2 separate regions of the Triticum aestivum genome follow, and region 1 is linked to region 2. A link is a contact called in public Hi-C data. All regions are on one chromosome and are shown on one strand. Each heading gives the region's core, a stretch centred on a gene start, on an enhancer-like site or on the middle of the called end of the contact. The rest is flanking DNA. Distances are from core to core; before and after follow the strand shown. Region 1 holds the start of LOC123156502 (rab GTPase-activating protein 22). Region 2 holds the start of LOC123163064 (RNA-binding protein 1).

Region 1 (4,296 bases), core at 412-2,911, 700 kb before region 2:
CCCCACTGCGAACTTTCTTCAGAAATTTTCTTCCTCCATCACGAAACTTCCCATTCACAGAAAATAGACGGCTCCAGTTTTGACAAGAGAGTGCTTGTTTTCTTTTCCTCCGAGACCATGGAGATTTAATTGCACCTCTGGAAAAAGATTGCTTGCTTTATAAAAAATGAAATAGATAATTCTATAAAGTGGTGCGACCAAATGATAATTCGGTGATGATTTAAGTTATGCATTACTGCAGTTCAGCATTGTATTCACAATACAACTTTCCTTCTACTGTTCTACAACCAAAGGTTGTTAGTCACATGTTAGGGGTGTTCAAAACGATTTTTACTCAACCCATGGAAACCGGCAATCAGTGGCACAGTTCATTTTCATTTGTTGCTTTTCAAATAGGGTGGTGAAGTTAGTACGAAAAACTAAATTAAGGATTTCACGGTTTGGTGTAAAACTGTTTTTGGACACAGCTGCCACAGGTAATGCAAACCTTAGAAGCTAAATGTACCTCTTTATGAGTTGCTACCAACACCCACATACAACTTGTAATCTACCCCCTCCGTCCCATAAGCCATAATATAAGATGTTATTACAACCAATATAATTATGGGACGGAGGGAGTAACTCTGAACAGACCACTCAAACAGATGCTGAAGGTGCCCAGTTCACGATACTAGGAAACAATTGCAATGAACAAATCCATGGCACATATTTGCGAAACAACTCTACAGCTGCCAACAAATGAAACCAAAACACCCTGCATGTCCAAACTTTTTTAAGATGACTCATTGATTTTGGTGCTAAATTGGCTGAACAACTGGCGAGCATTTCACGGAAACGGAACTAACAAGGTGAGCTACGACTTCCTGCCTACGAAGTGTGAACTCCTAACTAAGCCTTATCTAGATCAAAGCATAAATAACTTGGTCTGACCAGTGAGCACTTAAACAAAAGTAACATTTTTTTTAGTCTAAAGGGGCATCTACATCAGTACTACCACTGACCAAACCACCATTTCCAACAAAACACACACAAGAAGCATAATTTTGAGCATCATTAGTTGATTTAATCTAACTATGAGGTATGGGCCAAGAAAACAAAAAATGCTATTGGACAAAAATCCCCCATTTAAGCAACTTCATTTCTGTATTAATCGGTGGTCATAACTCCGGACGAGAAAACTGACCGGTCCGAATTCGGTGGGGACGACGACGAGGAATCTGCGGTAAGCAACGGCGACGCTGAAGCCGAAGCCGCCGCGGCCGATTTCCCCAACGCCGCCAAAGAGGAGGCCGACGAGGCGACGAGCAGAAGCGAACGGCGGTGGATCCGCGACGAAGGCGGCGGCGGCGAGGATGGCGTCCTCGGGGACGACGAGGATGAGGACGAAGACGAGGTGCTGGATCGCCGCAGGGCCTTCATCGCCGCGGCGCTCTCCTGTCCTTCCTGCCCCGCCCCCACCAACCGATTGTAACTACCGGGACCAAGCCCACACCGACTTCTCCCGCGTGAGGACGGCGGGCCTCTCCATCGACGCCGCCGGACAACGACGCGGACCTCGCCGGCGGCGAGGTGGGACTCAGTGGCGGATGCGGATCAACTGTGCGGTCGATTGGTGATTCGGTTCTCTCTCTCCGAAGGGAGACAAGGGGAGTTAAAAAAAGGTGGGTGCGGTGGGTGCTGGTTTTAAACAGTCGCGTACTGAGACTGACGTATGAGGTAGTAGTAGGATTTCCCGGGCCCACGAGTCAGTGTGATCGTTCGAGTATCTTTTTGTATGGAGTAGTCTTTGTTCTTTGGCAGTACTGTAATTATTCTCGGTCGTAATGCGAAATACGGTCGATAATGAATAGTACTACGGTGGTTTATGAATTATAAATTCCAAATCAGCTAGTAGTAATTTTTTTAATTTATCCAATTTCAAGCATTTTTGGTACAATATCTTATTTAGTGCCTGGTACTTATCTCATGAATTAATTGTTTGGAATGGTATCTCTAGAAAATAAATTCGGTTGGTTTATGAATAATAGACCGATTCATAATCAGCCAATTTTGTTGAAGTTCTTCCTCTCTTTTCATAGAATATGTTGAAGTTCTTCCATTTCAAGGATTTAGTAAGATCTTATTCAAATTTTTTATGTCAATCTTATCTAATGTTTGGTACTTGCCCTGAGGCATGTATCTCTCCGTGCTAAAGTATGAGATTTTGGTTTGGTATGTGTCCGCTTCTTGTGTTGGTTATTTATGGGTTTCCATGTCTTTAGCCAGTCTATGCCATTCCTTTGAAAGTATACAATAGCTTTGTATTTTTCTTTTATAGTATAATTAATATTTCATGTAATTAGAAGTACTTACGTTGTAGCGAAGCAATCCAAATTTGATACGCATATCACTTTCGTACTACGAATCGAGTCTAGCACAAAAGTTTAGGTTACTTTTCGGTGGAACCAACCCAAGTCAGTGTGACCGTTCAAGTATCTTTTTTGTAGGGAGTTGTCTTTGTTCTTTGGTGTACTGTACTTATTCTTGGTGGTAATGCGAAATTCGGTCCGTAATGAATACGGTGGTTTATGAATTATAAATTCCAAATCAGCTAGTAGTAATTTTTATCCCATTTCAAGCATTTTTAGTACAATATCTTATTTAAAGCCTGGTACTTATCTCGGAAATTAATTATCTGGAATGATATCTATAAAGAATAAATTCGGTTGGTTCATGAATTATAGACCGAGCCGTAATCAGCTAATTTTTTTTAAGTTTTTCCTCCCTCTTTGTAGAATAGGATGAACTTCTTTCATTTCAAGGATTTAGTAAGATCTTATTTATATTTTTTATGTCAATCTTATTTAACATTTGGTACTTGTCGTGCAAACTAAATATTTGGCAGGTATCTCCCCGCTAAAGTATGAGATTTTGGTTTGGTATGTGTCCGCTTCTTGTGTTGGTTATTTATGGGTTTCTATGTCCGTAGCCAGTCTATATCATTCCTTTTGAAAATATTCAATAGCTCCGTATCTTTCTTTTATACTATAATTAATTACTTCATGTAATTAGAAGTACTTACGTATAGTAGCGAAACAATCCAAATTTGATATGTATAACTCTTTCGTACTATTAGGTCCGCCCCGATTTTCCTCCTGTCCCTAGCGGCTGGAAACCCTAGCCGCCGCCAGAAGACCCAATCTTTCAGCGCCGTCCTCCGGCGGCTCCCCTCCTCCGGCGACCTCGGTCGTCGGTGGTGAGGGGGTCGCCGGATCCACGCGTGTGGATCGTTTTTACTCCCTCATAGTTTTAGGTTTTTAGGCTTTCATCGTCTTTGTTTCGACGGCGACGATGACAACGTTGAATAAAGATTCTTCGGATCCTTCCTTGACAAGGCCATTGGTCCTATGGTTGGGGATGAATTTAGAAACCAGTCTGTTCAAGCAAGGATGGCGTGGCGGCGGTGGCATCCTCGTGGTGGACCTGTGTCCCCGGGCTCCGCCGTTGTGACAACGTTTGCTCCAGCGTCGGCGCGGAGCTTGGGAGGTAGTCCAGGAGCGGATGCAGATTGTGGTCTGCATCGACGACATCTGGAAGACGGAACATGTGCTGGGTTTGTGGTTCGTGGATGGCAGGTATGGTTTCCTTCCGCGACGTCTTAGTCACGGTGGGGTGCCAGATCTGGAATTCGATGGCGTGTCCGGGGTGTTGCCCCGGTCTGATTCGTTCAACGGTAAGGGCTTCACTTTTGGTGAGCCACCTTGGAGGTCCGCAAAGCTGCATATCAGCGATGGAGCCGCGTCGAGCTCGGGTGAGGAGGTGATCCATCATTCTTTTCTTCGGTGGTTGCTGTCGTGGTGCCGGAGGCAGGTGATGAGCGTTGGTGTCAAGCTCAGAGATGTTCTGCTATCTTTTTAGTTTTGTTATGTCGGTCCTTACGTGACTTGTACTTTAATCTTTATGATATGAATGAGACACGTATTACCATGCAAAAAAAAACTCTTTCGTACTATGAATCGAGTCTAACTCAAAAGGTTATGTTTCTTTGTGGAGCCAATCCACTAGGTTTTAGTTCTAGACTTGACACTCGTGCTCATATTTTTCGATGATGTTCGTTCAGTTGGAGTAGATATTCCCGTCGATTGAGGAGACGCTTGTGGTAATTTTGTCAACCTCGAGATGATGTGTCGGCTCTGTCTCTCGAAGGTGCTCATAGAGATATGGTATGCGAGTGTGTATTTATAGAGGTGAATGTATGTGCGTATATATGAACGTCTACATCTGTATTGTGTTTGAAAAAAAATCTTTCAGACTGGT
Region 2 (3,978 bases), core at 1,039-3,538:
CCGAGCAACGTATAGATGGTCAAATGACTTCACACTAATCTCTAGAACCAAAATTGCAAATTTTACGCATACAATAACATGCCCTAGAAAAATCATGGTCTGAATAAATATTCTAGTATTATCGCAGCGCAGCGGAAGGTGAGTTTTTGGCTATTAATGCCAGCTAAGGTCAACTGGTCACTATCCCTAAAGCACAATCTACCTATGCTGCACATATTGCAAAAAGAAAGTACAACAGACAATTGATCATGATTACCAATTTCAAAGCAAGCTTGAGAAGAAACTAATGGGGAATGCATAAATATGTAAACCAAAAATGAAAACATACGATACTGAATATTACCAGAGATGAAAATAAGAGTATCTATACAACTACATAATCCAAATCTGCAAACACAAGTATTTTCACCTTGCAGGGCTTCAAGTGCAATAGTAGCTTGGGCAGGGCTATCAAAATCAACGAAACACAGGACATGAGGATCTCCACCAGGCTGCAGCAAAGTTGACAGGTCAAGATATGTCATCATTAGAATATAATATACGGTTTATTAACACAAAATAAACCAACAGAAGGGCAGAATATACATACGTGTCTTGACTCTTTGTTGACAAGCCTCACTTCACGGAAACCAACAAAAGGGCGGAATATATCTGTAGTGGAGAAGGTTAAGGAGCAAAAGCACTTATGGTGCGAGATGATACAATTCTAAATTCTCTGCTGGTGCATCATATTGAACAAGCAGCTTGTCAGGGCATATAAAATAAATGGAGAGGGACTGAACAACAAAGATTAGGCCACAAGAACAAGAGTATCATTAACAAACAGGAATGGAACTATGTGATGAATATCAGTGGTGTGACATCAAAGAATACTCAACCATCAATTAAGAAATGAAGTTAAGCACATCATGATAGCAATATAGCTTATAAGGATACGTGAAACCTCCCTACGAGTGCAGTTTGCAGGCAGACCTTCAATATACAAAGTGTTGGATGCATCCGGGGGGAGAGGAGGCTCAGGTCTTGCACCATACCCCATGGCTCTGCTGTCCATACCAACGACACCCATCATACGGCGATCATCAACAGGATATCCACTCATTCCACCACCAACCATTGCACCTCCACCCATGGCACCAACAACTGCCCTACTTGGTTCATTGGCTGCCACAGAAGGCATCTAGAAGCACAAAAACAAGGCCAAAGTATCACGACAAGGTGCTCAGAATAATTATGTGAGCTCTTTACAACGAAGTTAACAATACCCCATTGCGTAAGTAGCGGTCATAAGATGCTCCAATTGCTTCATTGTCTCTAAGTGAGTGGTAACCTGCATTTTCCCGCGGATAATATCCTGCCATCTCTTGTCCTCCAGGACCATCTGCAAACAATAAAAAAAACAGGTTTCATGTAAATCTCACTTGCCAACAATATCTTTAATTAATATAACCAGCAAGCTAAGAATATTCAGTAGATAAACAAGTCGTAAAAAGGGCATAAGTACAAGGAGAAAATATGGACGCACACTAACAGTTAGAAGTTAGAGCAGCTACATACAAGCATTTAACTGTCATGAGAACTCCAGGATTTCTTATAATGCAGGCAACACCAGTCATTACCCCCCATTGATCCACACACACATTTGGTACCAACTATTAAAAACCGGTATACTGAAATCCAAACAACCAACAAAAAGCTCTGACCAAAATTGAGCTACGAGAGCCAGATTAGAAGAGTACATCTATTATGTTTCCACTAGTAACGGAGACGGGGAGGCAAAGTGATGTGGCAACAATTATTGCACCAAAATCCAATCCGCAGATTTACCACGTGTATCACTCGAGTTTTTCAAGTCTGTAAGCATCTCTCAGCATCGTTCTTGAAAATACTCTGGGCAGATTTGTGGTAGAAAATCAACCCTTTTTAGACTATAAAAATAATAAGTAGAAATTCTGGTACGGGTATCGATCTAGTGCTATGATAATGCTGGAGTATTACCCCCATATAGGCTAAGCCCGCTACGATGTTTACAAAATTAGTGACCGTATTACTGGATCTAAGCAATATCTCATCTACAACTATATAAAACCAAAACTACCACTAACCACGAGACAATACAGACACGCAAGCACAAACAACGACACAAAGAGCAAAAGAACCATCATAGCGAGAACAAAAGGATCCAGATCTAGATTCTAGGGGGCAGATCTGAGGGCCGCGAACTCACCGCCGTAGTCTGGGCGCGCGCGCTTAAGCGACGGCGCGGCCGCCTGCTGCTGCTGCTGCTGCTGCTGCTGTTGCGCCATCGCCGCCTGCTGGTGTTGGTGCTGGTGCTGCTGCATGCCCCCCGCGGCCGTCGCGGCCTGCGCAACGGTAGCTGCTGGCGCCATCCCCGCCGCGGCCGCCGCAGCCGCCACCATGGCCTGCTGCTGCCGCGCGTCGGCGTACCTCCAGTAGTTCTCCGCGGCCATCGTTCGCCCACGTAGGCAGGTCACACGGCGGGCGATGTGGGGGCGAGGCGAAGTCTTCGTGCGGCTAGGGTTTCCGAGCACGAGAAAGAAGGGAGAGAGAGAAAGTGTTTCGGTTTGGTCTCGGCTTGTAGGAGAGAGAAAGATAAAGAGAGATCGGATGGCATCACGTGGCGGTCGATTGTCAGGAAAGCGTAACATATGTTCGTCTGGGCCGCACAAGCTTGGCGACCGAACGGCTCCGTCGTTCGGGCCGTGATCCAATATGCGTGGCTCAGGCGGTTCGGGCCACATCATGTATGATCCCTGTGATAGTTTTTTAGCCTACTAGTAGTAGTAGCACAATGGTTTGCCTAAAAAAACATAATGGTGCCAGCTGAGTATAATCGCTGGAGCTATATCTCGCTCAAGGCGAGATCGAATAAAGTCTCGCCTGAAAGATTTCCTGTGTGATACAGTACTAGGTCAGCATGTATTCGTGCATACATCATCATCACTTGCTAGCTGCTTCGAGGTGGGCGGCTTTATTCCTCTGATCATCGCTCGTTGGGAGATAGCGGTGGCCGCGGCCGGCAGGACCAGGAAGCCAATGGATCTTTGGATCTCTGCGGCCGGTGCCTTACGTGGCTTCCTCCGCGGTAGGGGGGCTAACCACGATAGTGAGTCGAAGAGAGCTAGGGAAGCTCTCATAGACGAAATCAAATCCCTCGACGCCCAAGTTGACTCCAAAGCCTTCTCGGAGGCGGAGTGGGCCAATCGATATGCCCTAGAAAACCAGGTGCTTTTCATTCTTAGGAAGAGGAGGAATACTAGCGCCGTCGAGGCGACGTCAAGTGGATTACTAAGGGAGACGCTAACACGGGTTATTTCCATGCCTACGCCAACAGGCGTAAACGGAAATGCTTTCTGCACCTTCAATCCGAGCATGGGGTGTTGGTCAGCAATCGGAAATAACGGCTCACATAGATGATTTCTTCCTTAACCTGTTGGGAACAACGGAGGAAAAGCCCATGCGCCTTCGAGCAGATTTCTGGGGGGACGAAGCTCGAGTTTCTCAGGCCGAAAACGACCTCCTTGCCTTATCCTTTTCCACGGAGGAAATTGATAGGGTTGTTGGATCGATGAAGATTGATACTGCCCCTGGCCCGGACGGCTGGCCGGTGGCTTCTTTCGTCGTTTTTGGCGCATGCTCAAAGCTCCTTTTACGACATCATTAATGGTTTCGCGTTAGGCATGGTAGACATCTCGCACCTCAACTTCGGAGTCATCAGTTTAATTCAAAGGTCAGAGGAGTGGAGTCCATCAAATAATATCGCCCTATCACCCTCATCAACGTGCCTTTCAAAATCTGCGCAAAGGCCTATACGACGCGGCTTGCCCCTGTTGCGCATAGAATCATCAACTGAAGCCAGACGGCTTTTCTCAAGGGTCGCAACATCCTTGAGGAGCCAGTAGTGCTTCAGGAGATTGTTCACGAATTAAAACAAACCCGGTAGCCGGCTGTGATCCT

What was found. A called contact is a pair of places that touch in the nucleus more often than the background predicts.
Region 1: a contact with region 2 is called in a Hi-C map of leaf, with 5 times the contacts expected there. The contact joins the promoter of LOC123156502 here to the promoter of LOC123163064 in region 2. A contact is called at or near these places in 2 of 5 Hi-C or Micro-C datasets (both in leaf).

What each region holds. Positions count from the first base shown.
Region 1 is chr7B:251,470,435-251,474,730 of IWGSC CS RefSeq v2.1, reverse strand. LOC123156502 (rab GTPase-activating protein 22) reads right to left here and starts at 1,661. Exons shown (of 5, transcript XM_044574623.1): 1 at 1,184-1,661; 2 at 2-137. The coding sequence starts at 1,419.
Region 2 is chr7B:250,770,441-250,774,418 of IWGSC CS RefSeq v2.1, reverse strand. LOC123163064 (RNA-binding protein 1) reads right to left here and starts at 2,288. Exons shown (of 6, transcript XM_044580824.1): 1 at 2,228-2,288; 2 at 1,266-1,381; 3 at 937-1,180; 4 at 590-651; 5 at 410-491. The coding sequence starts at 2,288.